Linked DNA regions of Mus musculus: region 2 is linked to region 1. The links are chromatin contacts, called in public promoter capture Hi-C maps. All regions are on one chromosome and are shown on one strand. The core of a region is the stretch at or near the end of the contact, and the rest is flanking DNA. Distances in the headings are between cores, read along the strand shown.

What was found. Capture Hi-C pulls out chosen DNA fragments and counts their contacts.
Region 2: a contact with region 1 is called in a promoter capture Hi-C map of liver. The contact joins the promoter of D230025D16Rik here to the promoter of Ces2h in region 1. A contact is called at or near these places in 5 of 39 promoter capture datasets (3T3-L1-derived adipocytes, fetal liver, hippocampal neurons and 1 more), 1 of 484 Hi-C or Micro-C datasets (liver) and 1 of 9 other capture datasets (liver).

Annotation. Positions count from the first base shown.
Region 1 is chr8:104,999,465-105,002,272 of GRCm38.p6, forward strand. It overlaps Ces2h (carboxylesterase 2H), which reads left to right and starts at 1,366. Exons shown (of 12, transcript NM_001272045.2): 1 at 1,366-1,461. The coding sequence starts at 1,389.
Region 2 is chr8:105,223,742-105,226,549 of GRCm38.p6, forward strand. D230025D16Rik (RIKEN cDNA D230025D16 gene) reads left to right here and starts at 1,446. Exons shown (of 16, transcript NM_145604.3): 1 at 1,446-1,745. The coding sequence starts at 1,682.

The DNA.
Region 1 (2,808 bases), core at 116-2,615:
GTCCAGAGCTCAGAGTGATAAAGAGACAAAGAAGCAGGTCATTCCTAGGCCTGGGAACGTGAACTGGTTTAAACCTGCCAGCAAGATGGAGAAGTTGTCATTGAGATGGCTGTACTTAGACAACTGTTTTCAACAGAAGCCGTTGAGCTATAGGGAAGTCCCCAGCTCCCCTAAGGCCTGGGACCTTGAATTTAACTTTTCCCTAAGATTAAATAATCTGAAAACAAAATGGTAGTTTCTTTTGAACAAAATATTCATATAGCTAGGGGAATAGTTTGACCGCTGGATTCTTTACGAGGTAGGGCCTAGCTAGAAGAATTACTAGGGGTGGGCATGCACTGATATTCGATTGCAGATATTCACCTGGACTTTCATTTATTATTTATTTATTTGTTTATTATTGTTGCTTTTACTGTTATTGTTGTTACTATGATTTTGCTTGTTTGGATTTTGTCTGTTGACACTCAGCCTTCCTGTGTAACTATGATTTAACCAAACTCAGGATTCACCTGCCTCCACTTCCCAAGTTCTGGGACTATTCACACTAGTCAACATTGCCTTTAGACTCCTTTTTTTTATTTATTATTTTATTTTATTTTATTTTATTTCTCTCTCTGTGTCTCTCTGTCTCTGTCTCTCTCTGTCTCTCTGTCTCTCTCTGTCTCTGTCTCTGTCTCTCTCTCTCTCTCCCTCTCTCTCTCTCTCTCTGTGTGTGTGTGTGTGTGTGTGTGTGTGTGTGCATGCATGCACACATACAGAAATGTCCCTGAGACCAAGGAAGAGTCCATGCAGATTTTCACACCATGACTATGGGGATTAAGGGACCAGGGCAGGAGAAACAAGTAAATCATGAATCCAGAAACGAACGAGAAGTTTTCAGGATTGAAGGAACCGTCGTAGCTGCCTTGTATTTGCCCTCCCAGCTCCCTTCGCCCCACAATAGGTGTGGCCATTCTCTAATGTGGGTCACTATGGTGTGTCTCTTCAGAGAAGCCCTTCGATTTCTCTAGCATCAGCTTTCTGCTCTGTCTTCTCATCCCTGACACCTTCCTTCCACCTGTGACTGTCATGTCCTTACACTTAGTGGTTGCAAGTTGCAGGTGCAGGTCCCTGTGTTTAAGGGGCTGTAGACGCCACATAGCACCTTCAGAGGAGGTCAAAAGAAACACAGGAAGTGTGGAGGTGTCTATAATCCCTGTCTGCTGATTTTGGCTTTCACAAGCCCAGTCTGCTCAGAGTCGTTCTCCTGCAGTACCCACCCTGCCAGGCCCCACCCAGAGCCCTGCCCACACTCTGCAGGGTCCAAACTCCAGCTCCAATCCTCAGTTGCCTTCTGGTAAAGCCTGACCTGCCCTACAGAAGTTCAGAAACACGCCTGTGTACCAACCATGAGACTGGAACAAATTCATGCTCGGCTAACCACCGCGACCTGTGGGCTCCTGCTTCTCCTCCGGGTCCAGGGTGAGGCTCTCAGGGGAGTGAAGGGAATTATGTCAGAGCTGCCAAACTGTGAAGAGACTAAGGGAGAGTAAGGGAGGAAATGGCCAAGGATGGGCAAGGAAATGGCAAGGCTGAAATGGTGAAGCCCATTGCTTACTTGTGTGATACTCTGCAAGTGTCAAGGTGGGCCGCCTAAAGCTAAAAGCATAGTGGCTACCTGAAGATGCTCGCCTTCAAGGATGGAACTGAAAAGGAGGGGGTTTTGAGGAGTGGCAGATTAACAAGGCCAGACAGACTCAAGATGACGAGTCAGGACATTCCCTATTGTTATTAGACGCGTTCTCACGACCGGCCAGGAAGAACACCACAGACCAGAATCTTCTGCGGCAAAGCTTTATTCTTACATCTTCAGGAGCCAGAGTGTAAGCAGCAAGAGAGCAAGAAGCAAGAGAGAGCGAAGCAAGAGAGAGAAGCAAGAGAGAGAGAAAACGAAACCCCGTCCCTTTTTAAGGAGAATTCTCCTTCGCCTCGGACGTGTCACTCCTTGATTGGCTGCAGCCCATCGGCCGAGTTGACGTCACGGGGAAGGCAGAGCACAAGTAGTCATAAGATACCCTTGGCACATGCGCAGATTATTTGTTTACCACTTAGAACACAGCTGTCAGCGCCATCTTGTAACGGCGAATGTGGGCGCGGCTCCCAACATCTCCCCCTTTTTCTTTTAATAAGAGCAAATAGGCCACCCATATTAATGAGAGTGGAGATAGAGGTCAAATCCCCAGTGTGTAGGTAAAGGAGCCATGTACAGGATTAGCTCTTAGGCTCACAGGCTTTTACCCAGAGCAACCCTGACCTGCTCCCGTGTCGTTTTGCCTGGGGGAAGGGAACTAGGACACTGAACCTTCATGAAAGATGACATGTCTCCCTAGAATAGGCTCATATATGCCGCAGAGCCTTTCCATTGCAGTGCTTAGCCTTGCAACTCTCTCGGGCTGCTGAAGCACACTCACTCTATCCCGTGCAATGAGTCTAGCCTCATGGGATATAAGAGCTGAGTGGCCAGCGACCTATTGCCTAAGCATAGATATATCATATATCAGGGGGAGCTCCATGTTCTAGTCCTGCAAGCGCCTGGGCAATAACCACCTTGTCTCTCCTAGTTTAGGCCTTAAGCTTACAGACCAATCAAAGAAGCAACACTAATCCACAGCAAAGTGTATCTCCAAATAATATTAATCCCACCCATTTTTTAAAGAAAGAAAATGCTGAGGAGATCCAATTGGGTAATCCTTTGGTCAGGGACAGGTCCAAGCGGGTGGAGTTGACCTGAAGTCTCAATTCCCGAAGGGATCTGTTCAAATTCAGCCA
Region 2 (2,808 bases), core at 196-2,695, 220 kb after region 1:
GAAGAGGGCATCAGATCCCATTACAGATGGTTGTGAGCCACCATGTCGTTGCTGGGAATTGAACTCAGGACCTCTGGAAGAGCACTGACTTCTCTAAACAGCTGAGCCATCTCTCCAGCCCGACCTTGAACTTCTTTTTTTGTTTGTTTGTTTTTTGTTTTTTGTTTTTCGAGACAGGGTTTCTCTGTATAGCCCTGGCTGTCCTGAGCTCACTTTGTAGACCAGGCTGGCCTAACCTTGAACTTCTTTACTGCCTCACTCCCAACTGCTGGGATTCCAAGCAGGCACAAATCAGCACACCCAGCCTCTAAACATAGCTAGCTACACACGTCAGCGTTTCTGCAGCCACTTTCCCACTGGACAGACAGCCCAGTGACCCAGTTGTTTTGGCGTGCAGCAATGCTTCTCAAAGACGTTCTACTATTTTTATTTTATTTTGTTTAATCCCATAGCACTGACTTGAAATTTTGTGACGTATCCACTGTTAGGCTTCTTTATAGCCAGTTTGAGTATTTAGTCTGTCACTTAGTTCCCTGCTAAATACTACCCTTAGGAAACATAATGGGAATCGAGCTTTGCTGCCTAGGATCAAGGAAGCTTGGGTAAAGTCTTTACCCTCCTTGTGCCTCATTTATTCGTCTATAAAATGAGACTGAGGGTGTGAGGTCTTGTCATCAAAAGAGGCCTCAGCTGCCTTTTAATTTTAGGGTGCCCTAGAGCAAGCAAGCCGAAAATTCTGGCTGAATAACTAGAGGAGCCCCTCTTCTACTCACTGGAAACGGAGGCACAGAACACTTAAGAGCTTTAGTCACTACCATAAAGCATTGGCAAGCAGCAATGGTGACTCCAGGCGGAGCTGCAGGAGGCAGCCTCTGTGCTTAGAAAGTATTCCCTAGGTTGAGCATTTCTGGAAATGAGACCTGGCCCGGAACTCTTCAGCCTTCTAACTCAAATCCTCTCGCTCTAACCCTTGCCAACGGACTCATACATCCTCGACTCTGAGGTGGACCCTGCTCAGAGACCACTGGGTCCAAGGAGAGTAGGTTTCTGAACAATTTAGGCAGTGGCAGCCAGCGTCAGTACGTGACAAGCTTGATAATGGTCCGCGGGGCCGTGAGTCTCTGGGACTGGGTCCTTCCTGTCCGTTTTGTTCCTAGTGCAGATTAGTGGGACAAGTGTGCAGACGGAAGACTTTATTTTTGTGTGACATGTTTCCCGCCTTGTGCCTTTTCTTGCGTAGGCATATATGGTGCGCTGTGCAGTTTCAGGACCTCTGGAATGTGGCCCCTAAGTTCTAAAGCAGCTGCTCTTCCCTCCAGCTCTACCCGCGCGGGTCTGGCCTCTGATCCAGAGTTTGCGCGTGCGCGACTCCGCCTCAAGCCCCGCCTTCATGATTTAGCCCCGCCTTTGCCACGCTTTACGGCCCGGCACGCCACTTTTGCTGCAGTTGCTCTGGGCGCTGCTGTTGCTACAGCCTCTCCTGCCGGGGCTGCTGCCCGGGAGGTTGAAGGGAGGTGAAGTGTGTTGTTGTGTTCGTGCTGCCGTCGCCGCCCGGAACCGAGTGGAGAGCCGGACGTCCGCGGGCTGGCGAGAGCGACCAGTCAGCAGCTGCGTGCTCTCCTCAGGCCGGGTCCTGTCTGCGCTGCCGCAGGGAGGCCGCCCGGCCCAGCGAACCGACCCAATGCTGGACCTGGAGGTGGTGCCTGAACGCTCTCTGGGGAACGAGCAATGGGAATTCACTCTGGGTGAGTGTGGGGTCTTTTGGGATCCTGTTGGCTGGCCCTTAATTCTCCCTAGTCCCTTCCGCTTCTGGTTCCTGCCCCAGATGCCCCTGCGCCCGCGGTTCTTCGCCTTTTCTCACCCTTTAGTCTTTCGGCTCCGGGCTTTAGAATCCCGCTCCTCCCGTCTGTCATAGGATCAGCGATGTCTCAGCAGGGTCCTTCTTTGGACCTCTATGATAGTAATAGCCAGTACACACCAAATACTTAGTGGAGTGGGAAGGTCCTGCTCTTTTGAATTTATCTCTAATACAACTCCCTGAAGTCTGAATATCGATAGTATTATGCCCATTTTGCTGACTCTAATAGTTAAGAACTAGGTAGCACACCTAATCAACACTCTGGTCTCTGATCTGTCTCTCTCTGGTTTTAGGGGAGTGGGGGAAACCTAAGCTCATGCCTCACAATCAGATGGGGGTGGTGGGGGAATGAGCTTGCTTTTCTAAAAGGAACTCTCGACTTGTTTTCTTCTCTTTTGAAATGTACTCTTAACGTGTGGTGTCGCAATACCAGATACCAGAGTTAAAAGTTGAAATTGAGTGAAGTGGAAATTACACATTGGCTTGGTAGACAAATCAGTTAGGTCACTTGGGGAGAGTTGGCCTTCGTATGTGAACAAGAGTATTTGCATTTAGTGACTCCAGTGTGTTTACTTAGTGGCAGCACTAAGCGAAGGGGCTGGGAAAAGGTGTTCCTGCTGCTTGTTTGTGTGGGCCTCAACCTCTGTCTCTCTACTGGGAGCTCTTGGACTGAGTCAGCTGCTCCATTTGTTTATGGCTTATCCTTGAATGTAGACGACTCTGTCTATAGAGACAGCATATTGGAATTACCTAGCTGGGTAGATTGCTGGGGCTTGGTGGCTGCCTGCCTCTTTCTTGCCCATTATAAAAGCCAGTTTCATCAAGGGCTCTTGGTTCTCAGAACTTAGACTGCCTGTTCCTGTAGACTTCTCAAAATTTAATCTGCTATGAACATGTTCCATTCAACCTCATATGAGGCATCAAGAGCGTGGTTGAAAAGCAAATGATGT